Regions from separate parts of the Mus musculus genome. Here regions 1, 2 and 3 are each linked to region 4. The links are chromatin contacts, called in public Hi-C and HiChIP or PLAC-seq maps. All regions are on one chromosome and are shown on one strand. Each heading gives the region's core, a stretch centred on a gene start, on an enhancer-like site or on the middle of the called end of the contact. The rest is flanking DNA. Distances are from core to core; before and after follow the strand shown. Region 1 has its middle 58 kb from the start of Gm26055. Region 2 has its middle 86 kb from the start of Gm26055. Region 3 has its middle 72 kb from the start of Gm40551. Region 4 holds the start of Flrt2 (fibronectin leucine rich transmembrane protein 2).

Region 1 (6,430 bases), core at 1,547-4,046, 250 kb after region 4:
CTATACAGAGAAACCCTGTTTCCACCCCCCCCCCAAAAAAAACCCAACCAACCAAACAAAAAAACTTTAGAAAATTAAATAAGTATTTACAGTGTATTTTTATTGTTTGAGAATTTCATACACCTATATAATGCGTTTTGTTTTTATCCATTCCTGTTTCTGATTCCTCTCTGTTGTTGTATAGCAATTTCCTTTATACTTGAGATATTTAATCTTTAAGGGAAGTTCATTAAGACATAAAATGAACAACCTAAAATATCTTTAGGATGTCCTAAAACAGACCAGACCGACCAGGCACATCCTTTTCCCGGAGTATTTATACAGTAAAATTTGCTGAGGTTCTCCCACAGGCAAAGCTAGCCACCTCAAGAAACAGATCAGTAAAACTGCCTAGAAGAAACAAAAGAAAGGACTTGCCCGTCAGAGGCTATGCCAGCAGAGCCACCTGAAGAGGATACTCGCCTACTTTGTACAGTTGCCTATAAGCTGTGCACTATATAACATGTTTCCAGATTTTGTGAGCCCACCCATGCTGGGATGGGCTTTGGTGATGCAGCTACCATGAGACAATTCTTACCTGTAAAGAGCCCCTCACCCATATTCATTTGAACCAAGTCCTAATAAAAATCATGGTTTCACACACTAAGTTAGATTTGGTGGTATCTGTCCCTTGGTCTGTCTTCAGGTACTTATAGAGGGCGAATAGATGTTTATTTCCATCTCCCCAGGAATCGTGTCACACAACAGAGATCTATACCCTCAGTGACTTTTCCTTCCTTTCCTTCCAAACATGTGTGCTTTACACACACACACACACACACACATACACACACACACACACACACACACACACACACACACACACACACACACCACTGTGTTCATTTCCTGACATCTATGTATTTGTGGGGCTATGACTATTTACTGGAGCATCCCTAGGCCCTCATCCCTAAGGAAACTTGAACTCTCCTCGTCTATCAGTCATCAGTGCCCTGCTTCACCAATCCCTAGTTCTGTAAATGGGTTTCTGGGTATGTCACCTCTATTTCTCACACTTGTGAAACACTACTTGAACTGCTGACCTTTCTTCCCACCCTAATAGCCTATATTTTACCTGATTGTTGTATTGACAAGCCCTTTGCTACCATAATGAAACAGAGTCTGTACTCTCCAGAGGATACAAGTGAGAATCCCGTTAATGCCCTTTAATTCAACTGGATCCTAATTTCTTCAGTTTTAAAGTGGATTTCTTACAATATACTGTTTTTACACTGGAGATAACAAACACTACCCCTTACAAAACACTGTTTCAACAGATGTCATTAGTGAGCATGCAGTAAGGTTAGGCTACCTTCTAGAACAGTCTCTAATCTTCACATAGGTTATAACAGAATCAAAAGGACAAAGAAATAAAGCAAACTCTGAGATCCTAATCTCAAAAAATTAGAGTAAATTAAATTCACATTAAAAATAACTGAGAATGAACTCTATTTGGGGGGGGGGCATGGGTTTCTTTTTTAAAATTACATTTAAAAAAATTTTAAACAAATTATTGATTTAGTTCATCTATTTAGAAGCTATTAATTTTAAAATGCACTAGAAAAAACATAGGAGTTAAAAATGTAACTGGGTGGTGGTGGAGCATGCCTTTAATCTCAGCACTTGGGAGGCAGAGGCAGGCAGATTTCTGAGTTCGAGGCCAGCCTGGTCTACAGAGTGAGTTCCAGGACAGCCAGGGCTACACAGAGAAACCTTGTCTCAAAAAAAAAAAAAACAAAAAAACAAAAAAACAAAAAAAGTATCTTGTCCTGATAAAAGAAACGCTGGATCCCTTTACATCATGCTCTTCAACGTTGTCTTAATAGAAGCATGCAGATGTCCGTTTCTAACCTTCTCCAGAAGAAGCCAGGAATAAGAAAACATGCCTCCATGATAGAGGTATAGAGAATAATTTCTGTCACCAAATTTGATTTCTGAAATCTTACTGGACTTTAAAAATGTATTAGAAAATGGCCTAGAGACCTGACTATGTGCGCATTTTGTATGCTGTATACAAATAATGTTTGTTTATTCGCAAATGCACATGAACACATATGAAAGACTGGGGGATCAGAATCAAGTATTTCAAAATGCACTCTTTCTAAAAATCAGTTATAAATCTTGTTGATTAATTGTACAAGTGTAATGATAAAGTCAGTTGAATGAGGCATTTATTTCACATACAAAGATTTATGTTGTTCTTTATAAAGTGTCAAAGACGTGATGGGGTTGCTTCAGAGATCCTTTAGTGACAGTCCACATTTGACTGATGATGCCTTATGAGTCAGGTCATGTGAGATCATTTCAAAGTCGTTGGTTCTCTATTGTCTCTAATTGCAAATACAACTATATATTTCCATGAACAGATTGCTAGATAAATGGAAGCAGGGAATTATACCCACACCAATAAAAACAGATAAATTTGCTATATGTTCAATATACATAGCCTACTCAAAGAGAAGGCTGGATATGTAGCTCTGCTGCTAGAGTGCTTGGATAGCATTCATAAAAATTTGTGTATAATCCTGTTTCAGTAAATCTCCAACCCAAATATGCCCCAGAAAAGAAAACACAACTCAACTAATATGAATACAAGCTGTGTGCCTAGATTGGACAGATCTACCACTACACTACTTACTATCTTCCCCATCCATGAGACCCCTTATAAGCTGCAGATTCTCCAGGCCACTCGCTTCTGCTCTGCTTTCCTTCCACCTCCTCCTCTGTAGTCCTAGTCCTCTCTCTCCCACACCTCCTTCTTCTCTCTCCCAATTTCCAGCTCCACCTTCCCTTTTTCTGTCCAATCACCAGCTGTAGCCTTTATTTTGCAAATTAAGGTGGGAAGAAGGTTTACAGGAAATCACCTGAGTGCTGACTCATTCCTTGTTCAAAACCCCTTAGAAGAGAACAGAATTAGCATCAAATTACAAATAGCCCGAGGGCTATCAGCAACACAAACACAAGCACCATGTAAACACCAAGCTTGGTGACACCAATCTCCAGCCCAAGAACTTGGGAGAATCAGAAGTTCAAAGTTATCCTCAGATACATAGTGAGTTCAAGGACAATCAGGGCTGCGTGAGATGCTATTAAAGAAAACAAAGGAACAAACAACAACAAGAAAAAAAAAATAAAGAAGACTTGGAAGTTCAGCAAATCTTGGAGGGTGGGACCTTCCATGTGGTCTGAGAGTCACAGTACAGAGCCAAGAGAATATTTTCTTTCTTTTTTTTTTTTTTTCAAAAAATGCATAGTAATAAACATTTTCTTTTTTTTTTATTAGTTATTTTTTTATTTAAATTTCTTTTTTTTTCCATTTTTTATTAGGTATTTAACTCATTTACATTTCCAATGCTATACCAAAAGTCCCCCATATCCACCCTCCCCCACTCCCCTGCCCACCCACTCCCCCTTTTTGGCCCTGGTGTTCCCCTGTACTGGGGCATATAAAGTTTGCAAGTCCAATGGGCCTCTCTTTCCAGTGATGGCCGACTAGGCCATCTTTTGATATATATGCAGCTAGAGTCAAGAGCTCCGGGGTACTGGTTAGTTCATAATATTGTTCCACCTATAGGGTTGCAGATCCCTTTAGCTCCTTGGCTACTTTCTCTAGCTCCTCCATTGGGAGCCCTATGATCCATCCATTAGCTGACTGTGAGCATCCACTTCTGTGTTTGCTAGGCCCCGGCATAGTCTCACAAGAGACAGCTACATCTGGGTCCTTCCAATAAAATCTTGCTAGTGTATGCAATGGTGTCAGCGTTTGGATGCTGATTACGGGGTGGATCCCTGGATATGGCAGTCTCTACATGGTCCATCCTTTCATCTCAGCTCCAAACTTTGTCTCTGTAACTCCTTCCATGGGTGTTTTGTTCCCAATTCTAAGGTTCTAAATCCTCCAGTATTTAAAAGTGTGGAGGATCTATCACTATTTTTCTCTCAATTGTTTTCCTCTTGAAATGAGAACACTTGTTTCTTGCTTACAACACTATTGTATTTTTAAAGCACACAGATTATCTGATTTATACGTTCTTAATCTGGAGATGAACTGTGCTTGGGATAGACCCACTTATCTGTCTCCCTATGATGTTTGAGTTAGGCAACACTTACATGAGAAGCTTCAACTTCAGACTTCTCATTTTACACCTGAACAAGTTAAGCCTTCTGGGGAGATTAGCATGGGATGAATGTAGTCTGTATGAATAAAGAACATGGATTTTTTTTTTCCCAGAGGAAGAGTTTAGCATGATGAAATATCTGATATCCTCCTTTGTCAATTCACATGCTGAAATCTCAGTACTCAATGAGATGACTAGTGAATGAAAATACAGTCCTCCTAAATAAAACTAGGAACCTTGTAACAGAGACTGAAGGAGGGTCTCTTCTGCTTTCTACACTGGAAGACCCCCGTAAAGCGATGCCTATCCATAAGAAAGCAAACCATAGTAGTTTGTCTGGAATGTAACCTCCAGTCCTGTGTATGAAAGGCCTGCTCTCTAATGAGACCCTACTGAGAAGTGTCAGAACTTTAAATAGGTGGAGCTTACTGGAAGGGCCTCTGATCATTGATGATAAGAGCTTGGATTATGTGTCCCCAGACTATTCTCTTTCTATTTTAGTACCTGGTCAAGGAGTAAGTGGATTCACTCCCTCATGTGCTTCTACTATGAAATACTCTATCCATCACCTAACAAAAATATGGCCAGTTGACGATGGGCTGAAATTCCAGAGACACAGTTATGGTGGCAGCTGGGCCATAGTCTTCCCAGACATAGGAACTGTGGAAAGCCAGCTTATTTTGTTGATAAGCTACCTATTTCATCATAATGCACTGTAACAGTCTAAAGGGTCTCAAAAAGTAACACACAAATGAGATGGTCATAGTCACACACACGGAAAGGCAGTGCATCTAGTGAACATGGACCACATTCAGCTCTCCTGCCAGCCACACAGCTCTTTCCATTCTCTCTCAGAATAATTTCCTGCGCAGGCAGGCACCTCTCTGTGACTGCCTCTTCTTCTCTCCTGCTCTTAGTTGTATCCATTAGCGACCATAGCCCCTGAACTCCTGTCAGTGTCAATGATTAGTTGGCTTTTTGTACTCAGAGATACAACAATATTCTGTCTAACTACATCCTTTACTTGAGTATTCCAATAAAATTATGACATTTGGTTAAAAGGTTGCATATCATTTACAAAAAAAAAAAAAAAAAAAAAAAAAAAAAAAAAAAACCAAAAACCCAGACCTGAAAGTACTTTGATTGCTGATTCAAATAGTAAATGTGATGCTGGATATGATGTATGAATGTTCCACTTAGGGCTGAGTACATGAAAGCCTTTTTATTCTCTTCACCTATGAATATAAGTATAAGTCATTATGTATCATTTTAATAATATGCCCATTTAGCAAAATAATAATACTGACTTATCTCCTAGGGCCTATGCCCTGCCTAGTAACGGTTTGGGTTTTTTTGTTTGTTTGTTTTTGTTGTTGTTGTTGTTGTTGTTGTTTTTGGCCACTATAACAATTCCAGTTATAGTTATACATGAGGCCTCCAGTCAAATCAGACAATGATTGGTTAGTCCAGTAATATTTGTGCTGATTATTGTAGCAGTGGGCATACATTACCCTCATAGTTGTTGGTATAACTTGCAGGATTCACAGCTGGGTGAGATTGAGAATTACTGTTCGTTCTAAATTATTGACTAATGGGGTCACATCATCTTCAATATGTTAGAAGCTATCACAAATACTCTCGCGATGCTTTACAACCTACAAGAGAAGGAAGTAAGTCTAAAATATCATGTTATTTGTCAATCAAGTTATCACCTAGAGATTCCAGTTGCCCTTAGCATTAACTAGTATGTCCACCCAGTTATGAGCTGGAATATTCACAATAAGAAACTGAAATGGAATGGTACTTTAGATGTAAAACCACCTTTCTTCTAAAATGTATATTAAATAATTACCAATGAAATCAATATAAATTTAATAAATTATCATTGATTTTTAAAATATGAAACTCCAAGTATATGTCTTTGTTCATTTAAGTTCATTTGTTGGGTTTGTGGTGGAAGCCAAAAAAAAAATTTATTTGAGACACAGAAGCTTAAAAATGAAAGCTTGAATTTCGGAGTGTTTAGGGAAGCAGCCCATTTAAAATCTGAACCATGTCCCTGAAGGGAGATGGGAAAAAGGAGGATCCGCATAAGCTGTTGCACTGACCATGTTTTAACACAAGGAGTTAAAAACAAGGACCTAATTCAGGTCCCTGGGATTCAGGGTCCTTGAGTCAGTTTTTGCAGTCATGTCTGGTCCTGGAATCTGACCTGGAATTTAGACTGATAAAGGAACAAAGGAGGGGGAAAGCTGACCAAAGTCAATTGAACC
Region 2 (7,086 bases), core at 681-3,180, 230 kb after region 4:
GTGAGGTAAAATATGTAGGTCTTTTATCACTGATATGAGTCTTGGATACTTGATGCTTTATGTATCTTAAATTTATGGGGAAATATCTGAAAATTAAAAATCTAAAGTTGAACAAATACCTGCAGCTCTACTTAAATCATCTGCTATGATAATCAACTATGTATCAGATGTGCCAAAGACACAGCAAAAGAATACTGTTTAATTTCACAAAAGCTCTTTTCTCTCTCTCTCTCTCTCTCTCTCTCTCTCTCTCTCTCTCTCTTTCTCTCTCTTTCTTTCTTTCTTTCTTTCTTTCTTTCTTTCTTTCTTTCTTTCTTTTTTTGTAAAATGCCTTGTTTAAAGAATGATGATAATACATTCCTGGTAATGTTTAAGAAAAGTATCTTAGGTTGTAATGAGAAAATGCTTCTGTTTTCTATAGTAATTGAAGAAAAGAATGTGTCTCTTTTACAAACTTTTACTATAAGATAAAACAAAGACACTGGTCACTAAATAAATGACATTTTTCGAAACATGAGCCTTGTGGGAAATTAAAAAAAAAAAAAGTAAAGATGTCGTCCTGAATAAATATTATGCTTGTGATAATAAAGGGACAGCAAAACTTTAAATTGAAGTCATTATCAAAACCAATTGAGGTTTTTAGAACTGTCACATCCTAACATTCAGGACAGCCCTTAGCCTCCAGATACCAGAGAAAGAACTTAATAATATGCTTGCAGTGAACTCCGTGGGAGTCTAGTATCCCTCTACACTATCTGAGTCACAAAGCTCTCAAATACTGAGCTTGACGCTCAACCATACTACAACCTGATTGAATTCCTATATATTCCCTTCATACCCCAATGGTGATGCTTATAAAGATGGCAGGAGGGTTGCAACACGGCACTCTGCATCCCTCGGTGGAATTTAGCCATTGAGATTTTCACACAAGGCTTGTTCGTAGGTGACATTTGTATTCCATTTTTAAATAACACACCAACCTCTGTTGATAATTGTACTTTAATAGGCATAGCTAGCCGACCTAGCCACCCTTCCTTTTAAAGCCCTATAAACATCTGCCTTAAGTAGGGTCGCGGAGTTTCCATCTCCTTGTTCAGCGTCCAGTCAGGGCAGTGAAGTCTCAGCAGAGTGAAGGCAGGAAAAATGAGACGGTTCTCACAATTCCACAATAAACCATTGAATCAGATTAGGATACCGCAATGAATCTGTCACCCAGAGGTCCTTAACAATGCAGAACTCCGATTCCATTCCACCTTTACAAGGTGGAGCAGGAGGCTACATTTAGGAATCTGGATGTCTGAAATAAAAGATTACTTCTGATGCCAGGAATTCACTAGCTGTCTCTGTAAGAAGTCAATTTAAGTAAATGAGGCTTTTGATATCTTCCCTAACTCCCAACTTCCTTTTAAAAATAACCTTTGAGTAAGGGAAGCTATAAAGTCATCACCCTGTTCCTGAAGACAGTAGGTAGCTGACTCATCATCTGTCCCACGGGCACTAATTGACATTTATCCTCTGTGCTGACACTTCCACAGCCCCCACACTTAATGATGGCGCAACCCTGTGGCTAGAAGTCTCATAAGTGGAAATATACACAGCAGTGGTGGCCTTTTATTTATATACTCATTTCAAAGAGAAGGCAGGGCAGTTAGCTGTGCGCAGTCTGTTTACTAAACAGAGTTTAAGCAATGGGCATAGACAGGGATCCTTTCAGCTTAATGTCTACCAGATGATTAAACAAGTTTCCAGTCGGCTTCCTCCCCGCAACCTCGCCAGCAAAGCAGCAATACCTGTAAAATAATTAGGGTAGAGCATGTGCTTAATTTATTCCAAACATCGCAAGATTTTCACATTAGCATTAACGGCTTGCTTATAGTGGGACCCTTGAGGCTACATAAAATAATAGGAAGCTCAAAAGTTACAGCGAAAAAAGGAAGTTTTTTTTTTTTTTTTTTTTTTTTTTTTTTTTTTTTTTTTTTTTTTAGCTCATACTGCTCTGGGTGTGCGACACCAAAAAGATCCCTGGTTCAATGTTCACATTGTTCTCTCCAGACAGCACTAATTTGTTTCCAATTAAAAGAAAATGGATTGCAAATGACTTCACAGAGAAGCCTGGTAAAAGGCATAGGCTTAGCTTATACAATGTTGCCTCAGGAGTAGCATTTTTGCTGCGGGGCACTAATCTAGCCCTGGGTTGTGTAAAATAACCATGTCTGAGGAGAATAAAGTTACTTTGCTGATATATTGTGCTGTTGAAGCCAGTCATTACCGTGTATGTGGGTAATTTTTATAAACAGTTGGATCCCATGGATGGAGATTAATAAACTTGTATCTCAATTTATATTGACTAATTGTTTAGGCTTAGCCTTATTTTTAATAGTATAAAGCTTTCCGTCCAACCCCTAATCACAAGAGAGTAATTGTTTCCTCATGATACTGACTTCTTTGGTATATAGGCAATGAGCTATGAGGAAGGCTTCTGATGAAATAAGAGAAGGCAGGGAGAAAAGACGTATTCTCACTGGTAAGATTAAGGCACCGTGGATATGTGACCTTCTCAAAACCCCCCAAAGGAGAAGCTGGAAAAGCGTCCCACTCTCTCTGTATGTACTAACACATCCCGGAAGCAGCAGGATGGAGATGTGCTGCAGCGGGTGTGCTGGAAAGGGAAATTTCCTTGTGAAGTTTGGGGTAAGCAAAACTGGAGTTTACTGATATTCTCTGTCGCCTTTGCACAGTATGGAAACTGGGATTTTGACAGTGCTTGGCAAGAAGCAATATGCAGATTCTCCCAGGGCATTGTGGTCTAAGGAATGGGTGGGTATAATGTAGAATTAACTAACCCAATGCATTAAAAAGTCCTTGTCAAAGTCACGTCTTTAAGAATTGTTACTCCTAAAATCTGAGTCAAAGTCTGAAACTCAGGGAACTCAACTAGCTGTTGCCCTGAATTCTGATTTGTTACAAATGAGGAGAAAGCAAAGGAGGGGGATTCCAATTAAACTCTGTTTAAGCAAATCAAGGGGGGATTATTGAACAAAAAGATTGCTGTGTGGGGGAGGCTGTATTTGTCTAAGTTTCTTGAGCTTGAGACTTTAACTTCAGAGATTGTCACAGATGGCAGTCCTGATGATAGGCTAATACACCACACATATATGATATATGCCACTATTCTTCTAAAGGCATTTCTCTGAAAGTTAAACAGAAAAGCTCTTACTTAACGGGGAAATCAAGCAAAAAGCAACTAATGTATTATTTCAATGTAATGTAGAAAGATGGGGCTCACTCCAATTGCTGGTTTTACTGATTGAAACCTTCTTATATGTTATTATGGAGATAGTCATTTTATAGAAAGGCACATAAATTTGTATGTTTCAAACACAATCCCAAAATTCCTGGTTCTTATGCTCTAGGACAATAGCCAGCCTTATGTCTACCCCAGCAATCTGATCCTTATTCCCTTTAATTAAATTAAGGATATTTCTGGATCAACAAGTATACTTTGAACTGGTCTTAATATCTCACTGAACCTTTCATTAATTAAAGAATTAAAGTCTCTGACAAGGGCCTATTTTTGAGTTACTTAGATGTTGAGATATTTACTTTTTGGAAAATTATACTTTAGCAATAACCAAAATGTATTTGTCCTAAGTCACTGATGAAATGTAACATAATCTTAGTTTGGAAATTCTTTCACAAAATTAGTTTTGTACTCCAACATTTCCCTAAGTAGATTACTTCTCTTTGCAAAAAATGAGCCTGTGATTGTCTGATGCTCTACTTAGTTCTTTCTGCCTCTAGGGCCTTTGAATTTCCAGTTCCCTGAGCTACTCTCCAGTGCACAAAGCACTCAGATCTTCATTTATTCTGGTTGGCTGAAATATCAACTTCTTGGAAAGATAATCACAGTTATTTCTGAAGAAAGATCCTTTCTGTCATTTGAGATAATTTGTCTTCATAGATGTCACATTATATATACCTATTTGTTTTTTAACTGTCTTCCTTCATTAGAATATAAACATTATAGATCTGGTGCAGATTTATTTTTGTGTTTGTGTCTGTATTGCTCTCCTGGCCACGTTTATGTTATCTGACACAGTGTTTGTAGGAAGGCAGTTAGAAAAAGAAATGAGAAATTTGAGGCTACCAAATGTATGGCTTTGAGATAAAATGAACAATAAGGACAGGTGGAAATGCTCACTTAGTACTGGCCAAATCACATTCTAAATACCATTGTTTTATATAACTTATTTATATATTAAAAATGTATAAATAACTTGCTGTGTCATCAATAATTACTACTTAATAAAAAGAAGAAGGTGTTTAACTTGTGTTAATTTATACAAGAAAACTTATTATCTTGATGGTAAACAATGCATTCAGGCAATCCTTAATGAATTTTGATTATGATGATGATTATCAATATTATTATTAATTATTGTTTATAAAGTGTCCTCCTGTAGAAGCTATAGGGCAATTTTTATGGGGTTTTTCTTTCTGTGTTTCTTTTAGAGATCAATCCTAGGCTATTAGGTTTGCACTGAATTAGTTTTGACCTCAAAATAGATATAAACATTTACTCTTTTACTGTATATCACTGTATAACTTGCTTTTGCTTTTTTCCGTTACTCTATACCAAGTATTTGTCTCATAACAAGTATTGAATAATATGAATTGTTGATACTTTCCTTGCTTGCTATGTTTCAGAAACAGTCTTTGTACTAAATGTGTGACTTTGGGTAACTCTGAAAACCAGGCATGTTCCCTGATGCTTGCAATCTCAACTTTCAGAAGGGTAAGGCTGGCAGCGGGAAGGGTTGCTTTGCTGGCAGCTTGGACTATAGAGTCTGATGGCAACTCCAGAAGTGAAAGTAAGCAACAACAACAATAAAATCTGTGTGTATGTGTGTCTGTTTGTGTGTGTGAGTGAGTGTGTGTGTGTGTGTGAGAGAGAGAGAGAGAGAGAGAGAGAGACAGAGAGACAGAGAGACAGAGAGTGAGAGACAGAGAGACAGAGAGACAGAGAGACTTTGACCTAAATGATGTTAGTGAACGACAAATTCTTCCCTGATTCTGGAAATCTCTCTCCAGCCATGGCAAAGTCATGGCAAAACAGGGACATCTGAGGCTAATACTAGCATTGCATCACTTTAAGTGACAGCCTGGCATTCTGTGGGAAAGTAAGACTGCAACCTTCAGTGAGTGTTTCTGCTTTCCATACTTTCCTGCTTCTGAGTGCATCCCTAAATGAGTGATTCATTTACTGATCTTAGGCAGCTAAGGGGTTAGATAGAAGGACTGCTGTTTTCATGGGAGCAGTTGTTAAGAGTCATAGTGTCATGCTTTGTTCCACCATTGTCCTGTAAGAAGGTGGGAAGAAAAACAGCATCTGGCCTATGTTAAGGAGTATGTAAAGAATGGGAAACAGACAGAAATACAGAAGGAGGGAAAGGAAGAAAGAAGGAAGAAAGGAAAGAAGGAAAGAGAAAAACATACAAAACCCTAGAGTCATCTGATTAGTCATGTGGCTTCTTTTATTTTTGCGGAGGATCTTTATCCCTAAAATGTACAACAGGTGACCAATATGAAGCCAACTGAAAACACCTCGGAATATCTATCTCCTTTGAGCTCTTACAGAGCTAATATGATTTGGCAATGCTGGTCTCAACAGGAGAGTGCTTTCTGATTTCTTTTTAAATATAAACTGTATCCCAATGTAATATTTTGAACTTTTATAAAAGCATCTTGTTCAAGGGAAACATGGTCTGTTGTTTTGAGAAACAATGTTCAAACTATGGCTGATAGAAAATAAAAGCTTTCTGTTTGAGAAGTAGACACTTCTATGCTCTTCTTTATTTCATAGTACTGAGAGTAGAAGTCCAGAAAAGGTCTTGGGTGAACTGTTCTCTTCCCTTTATAGTGGACAGGGGGATGCTAACCATAAATGTCTTGTCTTTAACTATCTAAACTGAGTGAAAACCTGGGATGGGTACTAGAGGACAAAGGAGGAGATATCTAGGAATATTGCTTCAATAGCCTAAAGAAGTGTGTGAATTTTCCTCATGATAAAACATATGTCCCAAAACAGATCCAGAATTCTATGGAATTGGTTTCATATCAAATTATTCAACTTTGTCAAACAGAAGACAAAAAATATGCTACTTTCCCCAGGTAATGATAAAAGCTCCCAAAGAGCCCTTGAATCATAACATGTTTAACTTTTTAGATTATAGGAGATAATTTTGCTAGGATATGTCTTCCCCGAGGATTACAGAATTTGATCGAGTACTTCTATTTTGCCAAGGGCAAAATCACTTTTGTACTGAACAAATAAAAATTAATATCTTATCGTTGAGGTATGTAGAAGGATTTCTTAGCTTTGGAGAAATTAAATAGAAAATAGACCCGCACGTTTTTAACTCCTAGGCAAAAATGACCAAAGAAAAAGTAATGATGGCGAAGGACAGAAGGAAGAAAAGCCTTGAAGCACCTGCCCTCTGCTTCAAAACAGAGGAAGAAAGGTGAGCTTCTCAAATACAGATTAAGTTTCTGGACTCTACAATTCATAACTCTTGCCTTATAAGGCAAAAGATATGGATTTTTAACAGAAGGAGCTCACATTTGCAACCCTGTAAGATGTACCAAATTTTTGCATAGCACGTTGACTTGTTAAAGCATATTCAGTGCTCTAAAATAACTAGGGTATAAAGTTGGTTCCTACTGTACAAAGAGTTTTACAGGAAGTGATATATTACCTTAATCTGTCTCAAATTGTCCATACTCAGGAACTGTTAATAGATCTTGAGAAACCAAGCTGTCTTTGTGCCACTATGGAGAATCACTGTCATCTATCTAGCTGACTGGGGAGAGAGTGGGAGTAGTGGAAGGATTGGGAGAAAGTAACTATGGAGGGTGTCTTACTTAGGGTTTCCATTGGTGTGAAGAAAAAACATGACCAAGGCAACTCTGTTTTTCTGTTTGTTTTGGTTTGTTTGTTTGTTTGTTTGTTTCTTTAGACAGGGATTCTCTGTGTAGCACTGGCTGTCCTGGACCTCACTCTGTAGAACAGGCTGGCCTCAAGCTCAG
Region 3 (6,380 bases), core at 370-2,869, 200 kb after region 4:
ATATGGAATACCCTTTTCCAATTTATATAATTGCTGTGGATTGAATGTGAAATGGGTCAGGTATTTAAACATCAGTTCCCTAGCTGATAATGCTGTTTGGGAAGATTATGCAACCTTTAGAAATGAAACCTTTTGAAGGAAGTACATCGATGGGACATCTTTGAATTTATGTAATCTGCTTCTAATGTTTTGTTCTTTCTCTGCCTCTTGAGTATGAATACATATGATCACACTAATTAGTGTTGGTGTTACCATGTTTTACTTGTCATGATGGGCTCAATACCTTTAGAACTGTCCTTGAGTTGTTTTTCCTCGGATATTTTTTCATAGTAACAAAAATAGACTAATTTAGTAACTATGCATACTTAGACTAATTTATTAATATTCTTAAAGGAGAAAGATTAAGCCAGACTGTAACTTTAGAATTTTTTAATAAATATGCTATCCCTCAGACACTTTACCTTACTTTATTTATTTATTTAATTTTTGGTGTTGTGATTTTCCACATACTTTATGGATGTTTATACATGTGGGCGATGACGACATGTAATTTATGAGGATGGCTTGTATTGTCCTGGCTGGTGAGTCACTTCTGAATACCACAGCAGTTCTGATAAATCAGTCTGCAGTTGCAGCACATTTCTTTCTTTGAAAAGGAAACAGAGCCCATTTGGCACATGGAAAAACCCTCCTTAAAACCTCCCTTTCCCAAGGTTTTGGGAACATTTCTAATTTGAGCTTCACTGGAGGACTTCAATCCCATTTACATGCACACAAAATAGATATTTTTATGTTGCATCTGAAAGAGAAATTGAGAAATCCAGGGTGGAGAACACAATGAGTTACTTGGCATAAAAATTAAACTGGACACCTATGTCCCTTAGCCACCATCTTTAGCTATTGAACATCTACCATGATACGGTTTCTACCTCATAAAATCATGGTTACTTTAATTTGTTAGGTCACATTAAACATCCATGTCAGATGAAATAGCAACAGATCATTGGATTAACATTTTACTTCAGTGTACTCAAATAATGTACGATTTATTTCAAGTTCAATATACTTAGGAAAACACACACAAAGGTCATGTTATCCATATACTTTATAGTCATCATTAAGTAAATGACTTTGGCAAATGTCTATCTTTATAGAAACATCAATACTGTGGGTTTGGAAGTCATGGAGGTGACAAAGCAGTGACCAAATCTTTCTTACTCCTACTGACATGGGTCCAAAACAGAAAAGAAAACATAGTGAAATTTTTGCACCAGTGCACAAGGCAGAATTTTCCAAAGTGATAAAAATCTAGTACTGAAAGCAACATCCCCCACACAGTTACTTTTACAGCAAGTAACGGGACATTTTAAGAAATCAACCACATAAACACTAGGAGAGCTGGGAAGTTTGTTTTCAGGAAGCCACAAAGCTCAGGACCTGTGCAAAGACAGAGCACAGTGTGCTGCTATTCTGGTGACTCCACTGTTTGTCTGTCCCTCGAGTTGGTTTCCAGCTTGTCAAATTCAGTTGGCTTTTCTACTTTGTTCTCCCTACAGAGGAAATCCGATGAACTCAGCTCATATTTTCCTAGCCTGCTGGTGAGCAATGACTGCTCTCTGAGCCATGAAGCAAATGGAATCACACAAAGCCAAGAATGTTAGAGAGGAGACAAATATGGAGCCTGGTGTAGAAGAGTCCCATTTCTCCTCACTTCCTCCTAACTTCCAGAATAAAATACCCCATTGATTCCCACCACGAATTCTGTTCCATGGTACTCAAAGAACTTCAGTTCTAAGTTCACTGGGGAGAACATACAAGTATGGTCATCTGTAACTGTGCTGAGTTCAATTTTTTTCATTTCAGTCCTAGACTGTGTCTAGCAATTTACACTTACTGTTGTCATTCTCTAGGTATCTTAAATGCACAGTTTATGGCACTCACTGTCATTGCTAGATTCTCTGCTGAATTCCCTTCCAAAGCAACTTCGTTTGGCTTGGTAATTTTCACAAGGTGTGTTGCTAAGGTATGTGTGAGACACTTTAGCCTAGATAAGTGCTTCCTAGAAGGGGACAGAGAGCAATATTAAGTCATAGGAGACTTTTGACAGACTGTTTTGGAAGTTTGGGCTGTTGTTAAAAGTGAGTGCTTTTGAGTGTAGTTAGTAGAGACACAGACCAGGGATGTTGCATGGCATCCTGAAGTGCATAGAACAACTATTAAAAAGAACAAATTTATGAAATTCCTAGGCAAATAGATGGACCTGGAGGGCATCATCCTGAGTGAGGTAACACAATCACAAAAGAACTCAAATGATATGTACTCACTGATAAGTGGATATTAGCCCAGAAACTTAGTATACCTGAGATATAAGATACAATTTGCAAAACACATGAAACTGAAGAAGAACGAAGACCAAAGTGCGGACACTTTGCCCCTTCTTAGAATTGGAAACAATCACCCATGGAAGGAGTTACAGAGACAAAGTTTGGAGCTGAGACAAAAGGATGGAGCATCTAGAGACTACCATATCCAGAGATCCATCCCATAATTAGCCTCCAAACGATGACACCATTGCATACACTAGCAAGATTTTGCTGAAAGGACCGTGATATAGCTGTCTCTTGTGAGACTAGGCCGGAGCCTAGCAAACACATAAGTAGATGCTCACAGTCAGCTATTGGATGGAGCACAGGGCCTCCAATGGAGGAGCTAGAGAAAGTATCCAAGGAGCTAAAGAGATCTGCAACCCTGTAGGTGCAACAACATTATGAACTAACCAGTACCCCGGAGCTCTTGACTCTAGCTGCATATGTATCAAAAGATGGCCTAGTCGGCCATCACTGGAAAGAGAGGCCCATTGGACACGCAAACTTTATATGCCCCAGTACAGGGAAATTCTAGGGCCAAAAAAAAAAAAAATGGGAATGGGTGGGTAGGGAAGTGGTGGGGGACGGTATGGGGGACTTTTGCGATAGCATTCTAAATGTAATTGAGGAAAATACGTAATAATAAAAAATATTAAAAAAAAAAGAACAACTCCCCCAAAACAGCATCTACCTAAAGTTTCCAGTAGTGTCCAAATTGCAAAGTCATGTTATAGAGGCAGTTGTCACAACAATCCCAGAAGGAAAAAAATATGCTGGCTAATGATGTATTGATTAGTATTCAAGTCAGATGAAATTCTTAGAAACTACAGACACACCAACTCTATTCAGGCTCATTAGATGGACTGTTCAAGCAACAACACATGTCATCCCACGTTACATTCTTTGCTAGTGTATACAGATTCTGTCACACAAACCTTTAGAGAATCTAGTAGACCTGGAAATTTCCTTGTATATCTTGCAATACTCAGTATAACAAGAACCATGAAAAATTTCCCAAAATATCCTTCCCAGTATGCTTGGAGAAGCATCTCAGAAGGTTGAGCTAAATAAAAATTCTCATGCTCACTTAGACACTTGGTCATCAGGCCTGATATAACCAAAAACTACTTCAACAAAATTAGAACTGCCTACTCTACTTGCTTTTTGTAAGTGCATGGAATTCAAATAGAGGGAATGATGCATCCAGGGAAGGAGCTAACATTATCTCTTGTGTGGTGTGTGTTGGGGGGGATTATTTTCTTTATAACAGTCTATGTGCTGGCTTGGGATAAATTATAAAACTGAAACATATTCTTTCACTGATTAGATAATTGCAACTCTCAAATGAAATTTGTGTCTCCCTGTGAGTGTAATTTTCCTTTATGCCAATGACAGCATACAATGCCAGGACCACCCTCTGTGCTTACTAACTATTTTCCCAATGTGTGAATTTTCTTAACTCTTTATTGTTATACAACACATATGGAGAATGCATTAACACTCCCACATTCCTATCAATAACAATAGGATGGATATTTTTAGGTAGCTATGTGCTAGACAAAAGTAGAATATGGATGTGAAAATCTAATTTTCCTAAGTCTGTCTGACTTTCCTTACCCAGGAGGAGGAAAAATGAGTGCTTTCTTACAAGCATTTCAATCCTATGGAGACCATTCTTCATTACCAAAATTATCTTTAACTTCATTGGTATCTAAAAGCCTGGTAAATCCTTACTTTAGAATTTTCTTAAAGTTACAACAGCAAAATTATGTTCAGCACTTTTCACTATTAACTATTGAAAACAACTTAAATATCTATACATATATTTAAATTATATGATGTGGTCACTGTAATATTCTTCTATGGACAAAAAATGTACAACTGAGTCATAGAAATCCTTCCTGCTTAGATCCTGGCCAACTCTTTCCAGAGAAAGGTGCTTTCACAATTCAATTCTGATACTTCAAAGATCCCCCCTCCCCACCCCCACCCCTGCCACCTTCCTATAAGAAACTCATCAGACTCAACCTCAAGGATCAGCTCTTCAGTTCACAAAATGATTCCTGCTACTTTGCAAATTCTATAAGGTCTCTTCCTGATTTATCTGATGTTTCATTGCCTGTTTGAATGCACACTTAGCTATGAGATTCTGTAATCTCTGGGTGTAGACATTTATATATAGGGTAACTACATCTCATGCCATCTTTATTTTTCCCCATTAATAAATTAATTAATTTACTTTACATTCCTTATTTCTTTTTTTTCCTTTTTTTATTAGATATTTTCTTCATTTATATTTCAAATGCTATCCTGAAAGTCTCCTACACCCTCTCCCTCACCACCCTGATCCCAAACCCACCCATTCCTACTTCCTGGCTCTGCCATTCCCCTGTACTGGGGCATATGATCATGACAAGACCAAGGGCTTCTCCTCCTATTGATGGCTGACTGGGTCATCCTCTGCTACATATGCACCTAGAGACACAGTTCTCAAAGGTACTGGTTAGTTCATATTGTTGTTCCTCCTATATGGCTGCAAACCCTTTAGCTTCTTGGGTACTTTCTCCAGCTCCTTCATTAGGGGCCCTGTGTTCCATCCCATTGATGACTGTGAGCATCCACTTTTGTATTTTCCAGGCACTGGCATAGCCTCACAAGAGAGAGCTATATCAGGGTCCTGTCAGCAAACATCCATCCTATATACAACCACCAAACCCAGACACTATTGCATATTCTTTACATTCCTATATCTGCTTTCCCCCTCTCCTCCAGTCCCACTCTATCACCTCTGCTACCCCTACCCTTTTTCTTCAGAGATGGGGAGACCTCAACCCATTAGATCCTTCCCATGTAGGCTTCTGTTCTCTAGTTGATGGTTCAGTTTCTGGGAAAAAAAATATGGGCCCAGATTAGTTGATTTTGTAAGTTTTGTTGTGGTCTCTTTGATGTCTCTGGCTCCTTGAATCCGTTTTCACCCTCTTCCACAAGAGTCCCTGAGCTCCACTTAATGTTTGCCTGTGGGTCTCTTTGTCTGTTTCCATCAGCTGCTGGGTGAGGCCTTAAGATTATCGTTATACTTGGCTCCTGTCTACAAGTATAGCAGAATATCATGAATAGCATCCATTGTGGGCTTTCTCTGAAGACATTGTTTTTAAGTTGGGCCAGCCATTTGTTGGCCATTCCTATCATTTCTGCTCATTCTTTATCCCTTCATATCTTGTAGACAGGGAAATTTTTCAGTGGAAGATTACTATGACTGGGTTGGTATTTCCATCCCTCCATTGGAAGTCATGCCTGATTATGGGTGGCGGCTGTTTCAGATTTCATATCCCCTGTGGCTAGTAGTCAGAGCTAGGGTCACTTTCATAGATTCCTGGGAGTTTCCATGTCCTCAGTTTCTGGCTTGTCCCAGAGATCCCTGCCCCTGACCAAGTCTAGATCCCTCTCCTATTTGTCTCTCCCTCAAGTCCTCCCCAGACCTACAAACCTAAGATATCTTTTATACATCTTAACAGAATGAACCTGGAAAATATGAGGTTTTGATGTAATTTATAAGAGACAAAGTCAGTAATCGATACTGATGATGACCTAACTAATATGAAACTTGGTAACAGAAACCCCCAGAGGGGTCAGTCAAATAACTTGGACTTTTGGAGTCTCACAGAGACTGGACCTAGGGGCTGTATCTGGGCTCCTTACAAATTTGTAGCACACTTTCATCTTGCTCTTCCTGTGGGTTCCTCAACGATTGGAGCAGTGGCTGTCTCTGACTCTGCTGTCTGCCACTGGATCCCCTTTCCCTGGCTGGACTATTTGGTTGTGCTTCACTGGGAGAAGATGCAATTAGTCCTGATGGGACTTGATGTCTCAGTGCCAGGGCAGAGTGATATTCAAGGGAGAAGGGGAGATGGTAATTTGGGGAAGGATTTGTAAGAGCACGACTGGGAGGAAAAGATGCTGGACGGCTATGATCATGACGTAAGGTGAGTGTATTAATAAAAAAGAAAAAAAAAA
Region 4 (6,152 bases), core at 1,261-3,760:
AAGGTCCACTCAGCAAGCTTTCTTCCATAAACTTTAACTGTAGAAATTAGAGTGTGGCATCATATTTAGACACATCTACTTTCCCCCATTACCCTGCCTGCTCCTGGAAAGAGAGATGTTCCGTAGATGAGTTGTCTCCATAAATTACAATAGACAACTGACAATGACCGCTTCAAAGACTAACCAGCTCTACAGTTAGGACGTCCAATTGATACAGCTTTCTCACTTGCGAGTCTCTTTGCAAAGGTTAAAGGGTAATCTAAGAAATGGGAGACATGACTCTTTATTTGATCCACCCCCACCCCCTTTTGGCAAGGGGATGGTGGCCTGGTTTGCTCCCCCATTCATTGCTGTCCCCGTGTCTCCAGCAAGTTGTGGTCCTGTTTTAACTAGTCTGGAGACCGGCGGAATACTAACAGAAGGGGGAGGGGGAGCAAGCCGTCGCCTAGCGTTAGGCTGTAGAGGCGCACCGTGGGTAGGGCCCCGGGAAAAGCGATTTACAACTTGAAAGCTGGCCTGGACCAACTCCCTAGAGATGTCCTCTGCTCCGGGGGCTGAGAACTTTGGCAGGGGCGTTGGCTATAACGCGCTGGAGATGGTTTCCGGAGGAACCCCCGAGCGAGACCGCACTCCTTGTCCTCAGTTCAAAGTCTGAGTCACTTGGCAGCACTTCCCCAATTGTTTTTATTTCCTTGCAGTGCTGTTGTGTCTGCTACCTTCATGGATTTGAGCTCTTAAACCCTGGTAAGGCGACTTGGAGAAACGCCCGATTTGTCTCCCAAGCCACACAGGGATCCACCCAAACCCGCCGCGACTCGGGCATTCTCTCACATTGGCACACACCACTGGGGTTCAAGAGAGCTTGCCACCCTTCCCCGTGCTTTATATATACAAAGGAGGCTAGAAAACACATAGACATACCCTCGTCTGTCTTTTCTCCAAACTCAAAGTGTAACCTACAAATAACCAGGAGAGAATGGAGCTCCAATGGAGACTTTAATTTGAGAACAGATAGTGAGAGTCATCTTGGAAGCTTCCGAAGTAAAGTGCCAAGATAAGAGTGGTGATGTTGATAGCCTTCAGGAACAACTGCCCCTGGTCGCCCAAGGCGCCTGGCAGGCCACATGATTTATCCAAATAGCAAGTGTGGGACCAGCCCTTCCAAGACAGACTTAGCTAGCTGGGCTTCTTAATCATGGAAGAGATTACAAGAAAAAGTGACCACACTAGCTCTCAAAACTCCAGTAAGAGCCCTGGGCTGTTCAGCTCAGAGGAGGGCTTTTTCCAGGAGGCCAGAGTCTAGTGGAGGCTCTAGGGCAGCTGGATAGGTCCGTCCCCCTTACTACTCTGGGTATCTGCATTCAGCGCCTGAGGGCATAGAAGGACCTATCTCCGCAGCCCAGGCACTGGACGCAGGGAAAGTGGACTCCCCAGTATCGGGATCTCCTGGGGACTTTTCCATCCCTGACCAGTAAGGAAAGCACAATTACACCAGCTATGGAACTACCAGTTCTGGTGCAACAGCAGGGCAGGAAAGGTCCTTGGCTTGTAAAAATCACGAGCGATTGGAAAGAAAACGAACTAGCATCCCCAATTTAGTGGGGAATTGATCCCGGATTTCGGGCATAGGGCAGGTAGGGGCTTGAGATACTGAGGCTTGATAATAACACTTCTTGCATTCAACCCAGATGGGTATGGAGGGTTGTTACTTACCGGACTTAAGAGAAGCATTCTAAGGAAATGAAAGGCTGTTCTAAGCTTAGGGGATTTGGAAAACTCCATTTAGGATCGATGCTTTTGGCAGGTAGCAAATGAGCGATTTTACCCACAACTCGGTTACAAAACTCCCTAGAGGACTTGGAATCGACTTGAATGTAGAAGGCGCAGCCCCCCCCCCCCCCACACACACACACACATACACACCGGGTCCCCAAGTAGTCGGGGTAGATAGAAAAAGAATCCCATTTTCTTTGCGGATAAAAAGACAAAACATAGAACACCCACCTAGTGACCACCCACCACTTGTTCAAAAGGGAGTGGGGGTCCAAATAATGTGGTGGCCATGTAAAGAAAGCTAGGGCAGTCACTAGAAATTTCACCTGGCACAGCAATCCTTTTACCTGGCAGCCTTGTCTCCTTAGCTCATCCGAATCCAACCGGGTCCGGGAGGTGGAAAGGGAAGAAGCTAGAGCGGCAGTAGAGGGACTCCCCGGGCATGGTATTGTTTTAGGGGTCGCCGCCGAGGTCCCTCCTGCCCATCGTTGAGAACTGCCAGTCTGGTCCTGAGGTTCAGTGGACGCGGTGACCGGTTCTGCGCTGCTGCCTCCACGTTCTGGAAACTTGGGACAGAGGACCAGATAAGAGCGCACCTGGAAGCAGAGAGAGAAAGAGCTCTCTGCGTGTTTGAGAAGCACTGCCCTTGGTGTTATCTCCCAGCGCACATTCCTTGGTGGTGACAATGGATGACGCCAAACTCACAAGTGATGGCGACTGCTTTCAAATGTACAACTAACTGCAAGGTACCCGGCAAGACAGAAAGCTTTGCTCACCTCCCACTCCTTTCCCTCCCATCGAGGAGGGAACTGGCTTAACCCTGTGTTCACCCTACACTCCGGATAGAAGCTAGATTGCGCTGAGAAACCACAGACGCTGGCTTTCCGGGCAAAAGCTTTGTTCACGTGCAGTTCCAGTGGGCGTGTGGCTGTCTAGGGGCACTTGGGTGGCAAGGTGCCAGTGGCGCGCTTTCCGAGAGAGACTCGGAGATGGGAAGGAACCTAACGTTTCATCCGGACCAGACCCAGCCCTCACAATCTATTTTTTTTTTAACCTCCAGTTACCGGATTTATTGAAGTTGCCAGCAAAGTTGGCTTTTATTCCTTTACTTCTGTGTCCCCCGCCTCTCATATAATTTCCTTGCCCAGCTGCGCTTTGAAGACTTAGAAATCTCTGATCAAGCTCTAACTCTTAACAGAGTTTCAAGTGCAGTGCGAGAGGAATGGAGAAGGGGACCCACCCACTCCTGCCAAATTTAAATGAAACCGCAAGGAGAGTGGCCTCCCTCCTACCCATCAGAAGCTGGTGTCAACTAAATGACATCAGTTAAATAAGAAAGAGTAAAACACCTGAAGACCGGGTGGAAAAGAGACAAGAACGAAGTTGGTATGTGATTGGGTAAACGAGCCTAAAGAGAAAGGCATGAGTGGAATAAACATAGAGAGGGGGAAAAAAGAATACAAATGCAAAAATTAAAAATAGGGGAGCAGGGCTTGATATATATCAGGTTAGTTTTAAGGGCGATTTGACTAACAATGTCTCCTCAGCTCCCTTGGAACAGGTTAATTATATAATGAACAAATTCCGGCTTGGGTTTAGTGAACAGCTTTGCCTATACATTCAGAACTTCCAGAAAGTTAATTGAATAAGCAGAGAACCCGTCTTGTTGACCCAGAAAAGAAACTCAGGCCTGAGAAAACTGTTCTCTTCTGCTGTAGCTTTCTCTGTCAAATGAGCCCAGACACTGTGATCTGAGCACAAACGTACAACTGTTTTTCTCAGGCTCTATTCTTCAGTAGGAAGCTGTTAGACAGTGGAATAGGCATTGCTGAAAGGGGTTATTTTAAAAGGGAGAGCAAACCGCGCTTTACCACCGAATCGGTGCCTCCTCCGGACCCAATATACCCAACCCGATGTGAATGGCAGAAACTGCAAATGCCCATCTGAGCCCAGCAGTCCTGAGAGGCCTCTGGAGCTGCCTCAGACTTCAGCTTGAAGAATTCCGTTGTAAATCCTTCTGATTTGCCAAGGTGGCAGCAGAGCATAGCAATAGCTCCTTTGGTTCTTGAATCAGCAAAGCTCACAATTTAGGACATATGCATTTCCACCGTTCTTTAAATATCCATTCTTCTGTGCAGTTATGCATATGTGTCCCCAGAACCTATCATCCTCTATATCCTTCTTCTGAGAAGACAGTATATTAAGCTCATTCTTACAAACATATATTGGTTAACCAACAAGATGAAACCCTAAACAGGCTTGACATTGTGATTCATGCTACTGGAAACAGAATTAATCCAGAAAAGGAAGAGGGGGTGGTTATTAATAAATATAATTTCATTTTCCAGTAATGATGATTCAAAAGTATAATAAAGTAGTGCAATGAGCATATCCTCCTTTCTAAAAAGCTATGGGTGTTGTTGTTATTATTATTATCATGATTTTTATAAATGTAAGAAAATACTACTGGAAGTGTATGTAGAGAAGCAATGTGATAAGTCGTAAGTCTGACTGAAGAGTCAACTTAAGGAATGCATGGAAGTGAGGTCAGACAGAACAAAAGTCTTGTATTTGAAAAACAAAAAAACAAAAACAAGATAGCCAGAACATTTCTGAACAATAAAAAAGTTATTTTTGAAGGAATCACTTTCCCTGACTGCAAGCTGTACTGAAGAGCAATAGTGATTAAAAAAAGAAAAAGAAAAGAAAAGAAAAGAAAAGAAAAGAAAAGAAAAGAAAAGAAAAGAAAGAAAAGACAAGACAAAACCTTCATGGTATTGGTATAAATACAGACAGGTTGATCAATGAAATAGAATCGAAGACCCTGAAATAAACCCACACTCCTACAAAGCATACAGTAGAAAAAAAAAGCATCTTCAAGGAATGGCCTAGGTCCTTTATCCCTCCCTCCCTCCCTCCTTCCCTCCCTCCCTCCCTCCCTCCCTCCCTCCCTCCCTCCCTCCCTCCCCCCTCTCTCTTTCTTTCTTTCTTTCTTTCTTTCTTTCTTTCTTTCTTTCTTTCTCTCTTTTTTTGGAGAGCTTCAAACATGAGCATTGTTACCTACATCACTTGCACCATCTATGCCTCAAATTAACCTCATGTTCCTCCCTCTAAATCAGTGGTCTCATTAATCATTGTTACACACACACACACACACACACACACACACACACACACACACGGAGAGAGAGAGACAGAGAGACAGAGAGACAGAGAGACAGAGAGACAGAGAGACAGAGAGACAGAGAGACAGAGAGACAGAGAGACAGAGAGAGACAGAGACACAGACAGAGAGACAGACAGAGAGAGAGATGGAGAGACAGAGAGAGATCAATGTGTCCATTTAGCATAACTTCTATATCTATGCCTTAAGGTCTACCTATCATTACCTATCTGGGATTGAATATCCCATAAGACACCTGGTGGTTGGAAAAGCCTGATTCTCCTCTCATCAGCCACTTGTAAGTTTGGGACTATGTGAAATTTTCGTTGTCCACACAGGCGTGTCAACCGGCACTGGCATTACATAGATTTTGTCCAAGCAATCACATTATGAGTTTTCACGGGTACATTTGTCCTGTTATGCTTAAGGATTACTATCTAACATCAGGCCTCCCGAGATTCTTGATCTTCCAACTTTTCTGACTAAATTTCCATAATACTCTTGGAGCTGTTTGAGTGTAGATGTTGCACTGCAGGTGTTTCGGTTGTGACTGGACACCTGCCTTCCCTTATTCTCTGTATTTTGACAAGTTACCGACCTCTATAACAGTCTTCATCGGCTGCAAAAGAAGCTGCTTTGTTGAAGGGTAAGAGCTACAGTAACCTGTAAAGATAAGTATTTATAATATGCTTGGGAAGCATATACGTTTTGGAAAATGGCAGTACTAAATTCTTCTTCCTGGTTTATGATCTCTCCAGCATCTCCAGGTTTACAGTACCAGACATTAATTCCTTCCTATTGAGCAGGCCTTAAGTCCGATTGCACCATTGATGAGTGATATCTTGCCAATGCAGGCGTTTTTGGTGGCTGACATGAAATTATAGCTGGTAGGACTTACCTATTACCCCTCTCCCTCAGCAGTGTGCAGAGCATCATCTGGTATGATGAACACCTCCAGTATGTCTTTGAAAGATTGTTCCACACTCTCCCTTCTCTACTCAATTTGAATCAGTCTTCAACTAATCTGCATTAAAATAGTCTTTCTTTGATCTTCTTTGTGCTTCCCTTCTATTCCTACATCACATTCTTCACTTGTTCAAAACCTCAACTAATTTATGCAAACATAGCAGTCATTATACCCATGGCTTCTCGTCTCCCTCTGTCACATTTTCCCGAGAGAGTGCTGTTCATTTCAATTTTCCATAAAGTGATGTTT

Evidence for each region. A called contact is a pair of places that touch in the nucleus more often than the background predicts. HiChIP or PLAC-seq counts read pairs in DNA pulled down with a chosen protein or histone mark.
Region 1: a contact with region 4 is called in an H3K27ac HiChIP or PLAC-seq map of embryonic stem cells, with 2.8 times the contacts expected there. The contact joins the enhancer-like site here to the promoter of Flrt2 in region 4. A contact is called at or near these places in 5 of 484 Hi-C or Micro-C datasets (embryonic stem cells, uterus and ventricular fibroblasts) and 8 of 115 datasets of contacts at active chromatin or transcription factors (bone marrow-derived macrophages, embryonic stem cells, heart atrium and 2 more).
Region 2: a contact with region 4 is called in a Hi-C map of cranial neural crest, with 3 times the contacts expected there. The contact joins the enhancer-like site here to the promoter of Flrt2 in region 4. A contact is called at or near these places in 2 of 39 promoter capture datasets (both in the 3T3-L1 cell line), 7 of 484 Hi-C or Micro-C datasets (3T3-L1-derived adipocytes, adipose-derived mesenchymal stem cells, cranial neural crest and 4 more), 4 of 115 datasets of contacts at active chromatin or transcription factors (bone marrow-derived macrophages, embryonic stem cells, fibro-adipogenic progenitors and 1 more) and 2 of 9 other capture datasets (adipose tissue and liver).
Region 3: a Hi-C map of muscle stem cells shows a contact between it and region 4, with 3 times the contacts expected there. The contact joins the enhancer-like site here to the promoter of Flrt2 in region 4. A contact is called at or near these places in 2 of 39 promoter capture datasets (both in the 3T3-L1 cell line), 21 of 484 Hi-C or Micro-C datasets (the C2C12 cell line, adipose-derived mesenchymal stem cells, cerebral cortex and 7 more), 2 of 115 datasets of contacts at active chromatin or transcription factors (bone marrow-derived macrophages and fibro-adipogenic progenitors) and 3 of 9 other capture datasets (adipose tissue, liver and pancreatic islet).

The regions. Positions count from the first base shown.
Region 1 is chr12:95,433,912-95,440,341 of GRCm38.p6, reverse strand. No RefSeq gene overlaps it. Among named protein-coding and RNA genes, the nearest start is that of Gm26055, 58 kb to the right of the region's middle. Within about 2 kb of position 2,796, at least 10 of the 459 cell types and tissues checked have an H3K27ac peak or open chromatin away from gene starts, as enhancers often do. A contact at or near this core is called in embryonic stem cells, where this site is marked.
Region 2 is chr12:95,461,720-95,468,805 of GRCm38.p6, reverse strand. No RefSeq gene overlaps it. Among named protein-coding and RNA genes, the nearest start is that of Gm26055, 86 kb to the right of the region's middle. Within about 2 kb of position 1,930, at least 12 of the 459 cell types and tissues checked have an H3K27ac peak or open chromatin away from gene starts, as enhancers often do.
Region 3 is chr12:95,483,785-95,490,164 of GRCm38.p6, reverse strand. No RefSeq gene overlaps it. Among named protein-coding and RNA genes, the nearest start is that of Gm40551, 72 kb to the left of the region's middle. Within about 2 kb of position 1,619, at least 21 of the 459 cell types and tissues checked have an H3K27ac peak or open chromatin away from gene starts, as enhancers often do. A contact at or near this core is called in the C2C12 cell line, adipose tissue, embryonic fibroblasts and 3 more, where this site is marked.
Region 4 is chr12:95,688,584-95,694,735 of GRCm38.p6, reverse strand. It overlaps Flrt2 (fibronectin leucine rich transmembrane protein 2), which reads right to left and starts at 2,510. Exons shown (of 2, transcript NM_201518.4): 1 at 2,121-2,510.